Regions from separate parts of the Sus scrofa genome. Here regions 1 and 3 are each linked to region 2. A link is a contact called in public HiChIP or PLAC-seq data. All regions are on one chromosome and are shown on one strand. The core of a region is the stretch at or near the end of the contact, and the rest is flanking DNA. Distances in the headings are between cores, read along the strand shown. Region 1 holds the start of DAPP1 (dual adapter for phosphotyrosine and 3-phosphotyrosine and 3-phosphoinositide). Region 2 holds the start of ADH5 (alcohol dehydrogenase 5 (class III), chi polypeptide). Region 3 holds the start of RAP1GDS1 (rap1 GTPase-GDP dissociation stimulator 1).

Region 1 (3,074 bases), core at 11-2,510, 570 kb before region 2:
TCTGGTGCTCGTTTTCTTCCTTTGAGAGATGGAAATGCGAGTAGCGCCTATGTCTTTGGGTGGCTGTGAAGATGAGCACTGTTTAATAAGACAGCAGGTGCAGGTCTTGCCTCTCCGGAATCACAGGTGTCAAAACCAGCCTCTCCAGGCTGCTCCCAGTGTTTCAGGGCAAAAAGGTCAGTTTCTCTAGGAAATCCCCTACTCCACTCTTGTGTAATTCTTGCTTCTTGTGTGACCTACTTGGATAAGTTGTCTCATCTGGTCCCTTCTTAAAGACAAGGCTAGGATGACTCCACCTACCAGGACATAAAATCTGCTTGGGGCATAATGTTTATTGCCTTCCTGACTTGTTAATATTTAAAAGGCTCAAAATTGCCCTTACAGACTTGCACACACACTAGAGCTCACAAACGCAGCATCAGGACAAAGAAATACACATGGGCCGCTTCCACAGACACTTCCTCATTCTTTCTCTTTTGAAAAAGTCCCTGTCCCTTGCAGCAGGCTCTAGGCTTTCTATCTTACCCGCAAGTATGACAGTCTTTATGCTCTGTAGTTTGGAGCCCAGAACCACAGCACATTTATTCCCACACCAGATTAACAGCTGGGAAAGCCAGGTACACCACCTACAGCCGGATTCTGTCCCCATGGCAACGCATGTCCCCCCTTTGATTTTGGTCCCATTCTATCCACCTCCTTGTTTTCACATCTGGAAAGATAACAGATGCTTCCGGAATGGCACTGGCCCCCAACAGACCTGGATGAGTCAGGTGCAAAGGACAGAAGATTGGGGTGTCAGGGAGCAAAGGGGTGCTGACCGTCATCATCACCCAAGCGAGCACTCGGGTGGGAGCGGGGGGGGGGGCGTTGAGGTTCCCCCAAGAAGCACTTTTGAGAAGGGGTCCTGCCCTCTTACCCCAAGTCCTGGAGCGGCTCAGCTTCTCCATCCAACCTGCTCCACAGATCCAAAGGGTCCTGGGTGCTCATCTCCCCTTCTGGAGATTCGGCCCTGCCCATTCGCACCCCTCGCGTCCGCTAAGCCCCTCCAGGTGCTGGGTTAAGAGGGAGAGGGCTCGGCGGCTCCAGGCACGCTCCCCTCTGCCGGGAGGGAGAAGCCGCGGCTCTGAGCCTCCAGCCAGCAAGGAAGTGAAACTTGGTTACTCCTCCCACTGTCGCTCAGCACCCTGGCCCCGAGGCACAGCCAGGAGAGTCGTATCAGTCAGGAAGCAGGCAGACCTGGGTACGTCCCTCTGAGGACACCCACACAGCCTCACGCACCAGGCAGTTTCTGGCAGAGGAAGTCAAGGTGAAACTGCTCCACCTGGGAGTGACCGTGAAGCCAGACTCGCCTCGTGGGGGAAAAAAAAAAAGAAACCACAGGTTCACCTCAGGGTTCTCTGCCTCTGGTTTGCGGAGGATGAAATCCATCACCCCCACCTTGCGTCTCACACGCCACCACGGGGAACACGGGATCAGGAACCTTGCTGTTAGGGAAGCAAACCACTGGAACGGCTAAGCTTCCATTCTGAAGTCTGGTTTTTAGCTCTTTCTAGTGCCTGGACTTTGTGACACTTGTTTCAGATGCTCAGCGACATTTCACTTCTGCTGTTTGGGAATCAGTCTAGAAGGCAAGAGATGTGCTAGAGTACCGATTCCCAATAAGGAGAGCTTACTGAAAAATCTAGCTGTTGTATCTATTACCCTGTGAAGGCAGAATTCAATTCTGAGACCTGCTTCCATCATCCAAGCTTTCCACTATATCAGGTTGAGCATGATTCAGAGACAGTCAGCAATTCCTCCTGGAGGAAGGATTAATTAAGAAGAAGGTAGGGAAAGCCCAGCTAACAAGGCAGGTTAGTCTCCGAATTCTGCTTCCTGTCCTGGGCTTTCTCACAACTGGCGTTGTTTTGTGTCCAGATGCCTGTGTAGACAATGCCAGCTGTAGAGAGTTTCCAAAGGGAAATTGCCATCACTCTGAATCCCGGGGAATCAGACAAAGCACAGCAATAAACGAACAAAGGTCATATGATGCTTCCTGCCTTCTCTGTGTACCTGCAGGAGAGAACCTTCCTCTCTCTCTCTGCCCCTCACTCACTCAGGGTTTACCACTGGGCCCTGTCTTGCTTCTCGCAGTGCTGTCTGAGGACCGGCAGCATCCAAATTGTGGTTCATCCCAGTGCTTCTGAACCAGCACCTGCCTTTGAGTAAGAGCCTCAGGTTGACTCCCGTGGGGGTGACATTTGAGGAGGTTGCCTTCTAGGACACTAAGACAGCAGAGCAGAGCTGTTCCAAGAGGAGAGGTCGGTCTGCCCCTGGAGTTCTTCTAGCTGTTCTTACAGTCTTTCCCTATGACCTCCATTGTCAGTGATTTGGGAGACCCTGGCTTACTCTGATTGCCAGGGAGAAATTCCTGAGGGTCTGGAGATAGCCTCGGGGAGACGAAGCTCTGATAACACACATGGAACTGACTGTACATCAATATTTAAAATTCTTTTGGCTACTGTTGGTTTGGAGAGAAGCACAGTGTCCACTTGCAACAGAGGCCAATCCTGGCCAGGGAGGGGCTGAACGTGGACACAGCAGAGAGCGGGTCAGCCTGGGAATGTCCATATGTCACAGGTGCAGCCCTAAAAAACAAAAACTTCCCAATTTTATACCCAAAAATGATTCTTCCTGCAATTGTATTTTATCATTTACTCCCACTTTCATTGAATAAATATAAATCTTCAGAGCGCTCGCATTCCGCTAAAGACAACTTATCATCGCCTTCTACCCAACCTAACAGAACCTGGAAGTGTCAGGCGGCAGTGTGCCAGGAAGAGAGAGCAGGGGAGTTTTGCGGATCACTAGCGGATCTGCCACACTTCCCAGGAAGGTAAGGATCTGCCTTGAGAGTCTTCACACCAATCCTTTGGGCACAGAGTCAGAGACCTGACTTGAGAAGAGTCATCTGAAAAGAAACAGGGCATGGCTAGCTCTCTTCCTTACTGTGAGACATCCATGAGATTGTTTAGGGGGAAAAAATATTAAGGACACAAGGTAACATGAACAGAAAGAAATGGCACCAGTACCAA
Region 2 (2,917 bases), core at 100-2,599:
AGCATCCACAACAGAGTTTAAGAGTAAAGTGACAAATACTCTATCTTTCCTCTTTCTAAACACTCTTAAAACACATCAAATGCACCCATGTTCCAGAGACTTTTCACTGCCTCCTTCTCCTCCTGGCAAAGTTCTCTCCTCATGTCCTATGGATTTCCCACCAAAACTCCTACTCACCCTTCAGCAGCAACAGCTGGAACAGGAGCCTGGTGTAAAACAAAGAATGCTGCCCACCATGCAGGTCTACAGAGACTGAGTCATTAGCCCCCCCAGTTGCAGACCTACGACACACCCTGAAAGGAAATCCAGGGGAAGATCAGGGAAGAGGCACTCCATGCTCTGGGAAAACAGGCCCTTAGAAAATTAGAAGTAGGAGTTCCCGTCCTGGTTCAGTGGTTAACGAATCTGACTAGGAACCATGAGGTTGCAGGTTCTATCCCTTACCTCGTTCAGTGGGTCAAGGATCCCGCCTTGCAGTGAGCTGTGGTGTAGGTCTCAGACCGACTGGGATCCTGCGTTGCTGTGGCTGTGGCGTAGGCCAGCGGCTCCAGCTCCAATTCAACCCTTAGCCTGGGAACCTCCATGTACCTCGGGTGCGGCCTTAGAAAAAGAAAAAAAAAAAGAAAATTAGAACTATTTCAAGACAAACTTTTTTAAAAACCTGGATTCTCCCATCTTCCCATACTTATCTAGGAGATGTAAGCTTGATTATAAGAACCTGCTCAGCCCAGTGTATATATGATTTTTCATATATACACTGGCCTCTTCCCCGCCTCTCCGACCAGTTCCTCAGAACTACCTGAGGGGCTGTCTCCAGGTCCACAGTCCTCGGTCAGACATGGGGTAAACAACTCACAGGTTTTTTCCACTGTGAGTTTTTTTCAAGGTGACATTGGGAAATTTCCCAAAGGAGCCCGCTTTGTGTCCCCTTATCCCTCCTCACAGCTCATCTGACGGAGGCTGCTGTGAGGAGCGCTATCTTCCTCATCTGGCGCGCTCGAGACTTGTGCGCCAGGTGTGTAGGACTGGGAAGGTGGTGCAGTCCTCTCATGGCTTCTCATGGGCTCCCAGTGAAATTCCTGGTTTCTCACCTTGTCTATCTCTCCTTCGTAAGCTTTCTCTGCGCTGTCTGGGCTACAGTTACACAGGGAAACTCTCTCCCGACAAACATTACGCAGCAAGCCTGTCATGCCAGTCAAACAGCGGGAACCCCCACTCAGCCTCCTCGGAACCCCTCCTACTTCCCGCGAGACCCCCGCCTCCTACTACAGCTCTAGCTCCGCCCACACTAGGCCACGCCCCTCACGTCCCAGGCCCGCCCCTTCACGTCCCCCGAAAACCTCTGCTCCGCACTCGCCCCGGCGCCGGCGGAGGTAGAAGAGCGCCACGCGCACGCTCCGCCCACATCGCCGACCCTCCCCGGGCCCTGCCGGATGTCCGCTTCTCGCTGCTCGCAGTCGGAGGACATGGCGAACCAGGTATCGCCTGCGGCTCCGCGGCTGGAGAAAGAGGGAGGGAAAGCATGGGGCAGAACCCGGCCGCCCGCTTCGGGGCGGCGCGGAGTTGGGCCAGACTGTAGAAGCTGAATCAGGGGCTCCGGCGAGCAGCTCTGCGGGAAGGAAGGGAGGGCGGGCGCTTTTTGTTCCTTACTTGAGAGGGTTTTGCCCTTTTTGGCGCAGCCGAAGCGGGGTGGGGGTGGAGAGGACGGGGGGGGGGGAGTCGATCCGTGTCCTGCAGGCCGTTTGGGAGCCTCTATGCTTTGCGTTCACAAAAATAAGTAACTAGCTCAAGGTCATACTTTTAGGTGGCACAGCTGCAGCCAGAGCCCATGCTCCTAACCCTGTGGTAGGTTGCGTGCTTTTCATGATAGTAGTTCATAATTGAGCTATTATTGTGGCACCAAGGAATGCATTTCGGGCCCTTTCAGTAACGCTGTGGAGCAGTTGGTCACCAGAGGGCCTTATACATACCCTCCTTTAATTTAATCCTCGTGTAGCACCTATGCACGATAGTATCCCATTATACAGACCAAGAGCTGAGCCTTAGAAGTTGGTCATGCCCAGTGGTCACACTAAGGACCACCAGGCTTCCGAACCCTGTGCACAAACTATTACAGGTTCTAGAAGTACACATAAGACAATAGGAAAGGCAGAAACATACAAACAACGTGATTAGTCGGTCTAAAGTGTCTGATTGTTTTATTGCTTGCAAACCAGGAATTTTCTAGAAAGATTTGGACTTGAATACAAATGGTAAATTCTGAGTGATTTTTCGGACCTAACAAACTGGCAGTTTATTTTCGTTATTACCAAGTGTCTTTAGAACATGTGAGAAATTATAATTCCTATGATAGTTCAAATATTGAAGTAGGGCAAGTTGCCTTTGGATTTAGAGTGGGGCTTCGTTTTGCTTAGAATTGTCTTAAAGGGAGTTCCTGGTGGTCTAGTGGTTAGGACTCAGTGCTTTCACTGCTGCAGCTGGGGTTCAGTTCCTTATCTGGGAACATATCCCATGTCAAGCCAAGCATCCAAAAAAGGGGGAGTGAGCTCCGAAAAAAACAAAAAGTCACATTGAAGGGAAAAGGTTAAACTCCTTTCAGATATATGTTGAAAGGGCAGAGGAGGGACATAAAACTTAGATTACGGATGACCTATTTAGTCTTGTTGCTTCACCTGTCTAGATTATGTGACTTCATTGTTTGTATTCTGAATTTTACCTTTGGGGTTTTGTTTGAGGTTTCTGGCACATGTTTTGCATTCTGTAGCACTTTGCGTCTCTCTAAATCACACTTTTTGTAATTACAGACTTTCACGTCTGTCTCCTGTAAACCAGTGCAACCTTTATCCTGTCACCATATTTCATAAGCATTATATGAACAAATCAAAACCTTTGTCATGGAGTTCCCGTCGTGGCGCAG
Region 3 (2,851 bases), core at 300-2,799, 740 kb after region 2:
CTTGAAGATTTTGAGTTGCCATGACCTAACTCTGGACGTGTTGGGCACCAGACTGACAGATAAAAGGTCCACACTCATCTCAAGCTTAAAATAACTTGCAAGGAAGGGGTGGGGAAAGTCTGAGTTGACAGGTGCCAAAGGAGCAAATTTTAAAAAGAAGAAAGAAACTATGACAGGAATGGAAGCAAACTGGGGAACAGGCAGAAGCATGGCATTCCAAACCGCTACAATTTTTAAAAATGTTTCGTCTTTTAATCACATTACCGTAGCCACCAGACGTTTTTGCAATTACTGAACTTAACAATGAAGCAACATATTATGAAAAAGTAGGATTAATTATATGTAGCTTTGTAAAACATCTCATCCCAACTCTTAAATATCTCATCCCAAACTCTTAAGATTAATCACAAACACGAAGGAACTAAAATCGCATTATATAGATTCCGACAAGGGAAGCTGGGAAAGCATTACTAGTATGTAAGTTCGGTACCATGTTACAGACAGGCAGGGTGCAGTTTCGTGCTACAGGAGACAGGCGAAGGAGCCAAGAAAATGCGTTGAACACCGGAATAGTGCACACTGTAGTCACCCAACACGAATTCAACAGCTAGCGGCTCTATCCATCCTGCCTCACGTTCCTCGTGGCCTCTGACAAGTCATCCTTTCAACCTATGAGACTGTCCGCTCTCCCCCACCGAAAATAATTTCCGTGCAGGTTGTAAAATCACCCCCACAAACTACTTGCTCCCACTTCCCCGCCTCGGGATGAGCAGTCCCCAAGATGGGGAAAGGTCGCCCAGACAGGGAAGTTACGTGAAGTGGTCTTTCTAGCGGTCGGACCCGAGTCTCCAGCCCAGCAGCCGCGAGGGGAAGGAAGCCGGCGGCCTCTGAAGAAACCGGGATGGGGCAGCGGATGCGAGCCCGCGGGGCAGGCTCCGTGGTGCCCGGGCACCGGCTCGGGCAGGAAGAATGGAGGAGGGGAGGCGAGGCAGCGAGGTGCCCGAGAGCCGGGCGGCGGTCCGGCCCCGCGGCCCGACCCCACCCCGCACTCTGGACCCTCCCAGCCCTGGGACCCGGCGTGCGTTCCGCGTGCGCCGACTCTCCCCGGAGAAACAGCCACTGCCTCACCCCGGTGGACTGGAGAAATCCGGCAACTTTGCGCGAGAAATGCTTCCCACCCTGCACCACGCCGAGAAAGAGAAATATGTCAGGCGATGACGGGGGAGGAAGGATGACTTACCCATGTTCCTCCCAGAGGGTGAGGAGCCGGCAGGTCGAGGCGAAGGTCTCCGGTGCGGGCGGCGCGGCGCTGTGTCCTCCCTCTACCTCTGTCTCTCCCGCAACCAGGGAGGGACCCGCGGGGGGCGGCCGCCGGGGAGGAGCAGCTGGTGCTGCCGCTGCTGCTGCCGCTGCTGCTGCTGCTGCAGGCAGCGCGGCCGCGGCGGGGACGAGCGGCGGGGGGCGGGGCGGGGTAGGGCGGGGCGGGCGCAGCCTGCGGCGGGCGCAGCTCGGAGCGGGCAGGCGGCGGAGGCGCCGAGCCGGCCGGAGGAGCGCCCGCCCCGACGCGCACTCCGGGAGCGCCCCGCCCTCCCCGCCGAGCATGCTCAGTGCCTCCCTTTTTTTTCCCCCCGGGGCAAGTCAATCTGAGCGTGCGGGTGGGCGTGTGTTTGCGGGCCGGCTGCAGCCGCCGCGGAGGAGCTTGATGGCTGCCGCCGGAGGGGCGGAGGGTAGGCCCTGGGCAGGCTGGGTACCGGGACGCTGTGCCCGAACTATTACCTTCCAGGTCGCTACCCCGACCTGGCCAACCCACACCCGGAAAACGGGCCAGTCTTCATTACCCGACAGGCCGGGTGCACAGGCGGGAATTTCCCGAAGGAGGAGACCCTGGGCCGCCTCAGACCCGGGAGGGTGGTCGGGAAGCAAGGCAGTCGTCCTGAAACGGGGCCGGCATGGACATGCTGGCGATGAGGCCAGCGCCTCTGGAGACAGATATCTGAGGACGCTTGTTTTCAGAGCAGCCGTGTGGGCCCGCTGGGCACAGAGAAGGGAGGTGGCCGCGGGAAGGGCGCTTAACATTAGCGGGCACATCAGTGGGACAGTTAAGTCTGTCCTGGCTGCGGCCAGTTTAAAAGAGGTTCCCGGCAGCGAGAGGAGTGACCGCCCCGGGATTTCTTCGGAGCGTATCGTTCTCCTTCCTAGGGGAGCGCGGCCTTCCTTTCCCCGGAGGACACCCGAAAAGCCATGTCACAAGGGTGCCCTGGCCGTCGGGCGCCACCCTCCTCGGATGTGCCCATCTTTGCCCCGCTCCCTTTAAACGCGGCGGGAACAGGTTGCCAAGGCAGGAAACCAAAAGTCCGCCCAGTTGGCTGCGGCCCCATCGGGTCGAACGCCGGAGTTTCCTTGGACCACGGGGCCAGCGCCTGCTCCCCGCACCTCCCCAGCGGCGGGGACAACCTGAGCTGGGCGCTCCCTTTTGAGGGCACCCTCCCAACTGGGCATGCGCGCGAGACAGAGGCTGGTCTTGCGTCCTCCGCCCTGCGGGAGGAGGCTGGGGGAAACCTTCCCGTTCCCTGCACTCTGGTCGCGCCCCGACTCTCGGTGGTTGGGGTGAGGAGTCAGGTCGGTCTCCCCAGGCGGCAGCAACTACGGTCTAGGCGGGGAAAGGGCGCAGGCAGTAGCACAGCCTGTAGGAGGGAGATGCTGAATAGCTAAATGGAAATTTCTCTTTTTCAACTTTTACTCTTTCAGCCCAATGTTGAGAAAAGGTGCTCCCTGCCCTTCATCAGCGGCCCTCTTACAGTCAGATCCGTTTCCATTTATATGACTGATACTACAAAGCACACAAGTCAAA

What was found. HiChIP or PLAC-seq counts read pairs in DNA pulled down with a chosen protein or histone mark.
Region 1: an H3K27ac HiChIP or PLAC-seq map of alveolar macrophages shows a contact between it and region 2. The contact joins the promoter of DAPP1 here to the promoter of ADH5 in region 2. A contact is called at or near these places in 2 of 47 Hi-C or Micro-C datasets (embryonic fibroblasts and epiblast stem cells) and 1 of 2 datasets of contacts at active chromatin or transcription factors (alveolar macrophages).
Region 3: an H3K27ac HiChIP or PLAC-seq map of alveolar macrophages shows a contact between it and region 2. The contact joins the promoter of RAP1GDS1 here to the promoter of ADH5 in region 2. A contact is called at or near these places in 2 of 2 datasets of contacts at active chromatin or transcription factors (alveolar macrophages and skeletal muscle).

Annotation. Positions count from the first base shown.
Region 1 is chr8:120,700,193-120,703,266 of Sscrofa11.1, forward strand. It overlaps DAPP1 (dual adapter for phosphotyrosine and 3-phosphotyrosine and 3-phosphoinositide), which reads right to left and starts at 1,261. Exons shown (of 9, transcript XM_013979010.2): 1 at 917-1,261. The coding sequence starts at 1,017.
Region 2 is chr8:121,265,445-121,268,361 of Sscrofa11.1, forward strand. It overlaps ADH5 (alcohol dehydrogenase 5 (class III), chi polypeptide), which reads left to right and starts at 1,350. Exons shown (of 9, transcript NM_001244833.1): 1 at 1,350-1,478. The coding sequence starts at 1,434. It overlaps C8H4orf17, which reads right to left and starts at 1,254. Exons shown (of 17, transcript XM_021101734.1): 1 at 1,092-1,254; 2 at 445-600.
Region 3 is chr8:122,005,943-122,008,793 of Sscrofa11.1, forward strand. It overlaps RAP1GDS1 (rap1 GTPase-GDP dissociation stimulator 1), which reads right to left and starts at 1,550. Exons shown (of 14, transcript XM_021101742.1): 1 at 1,241-1,550. The coding sequence starts at 1,244.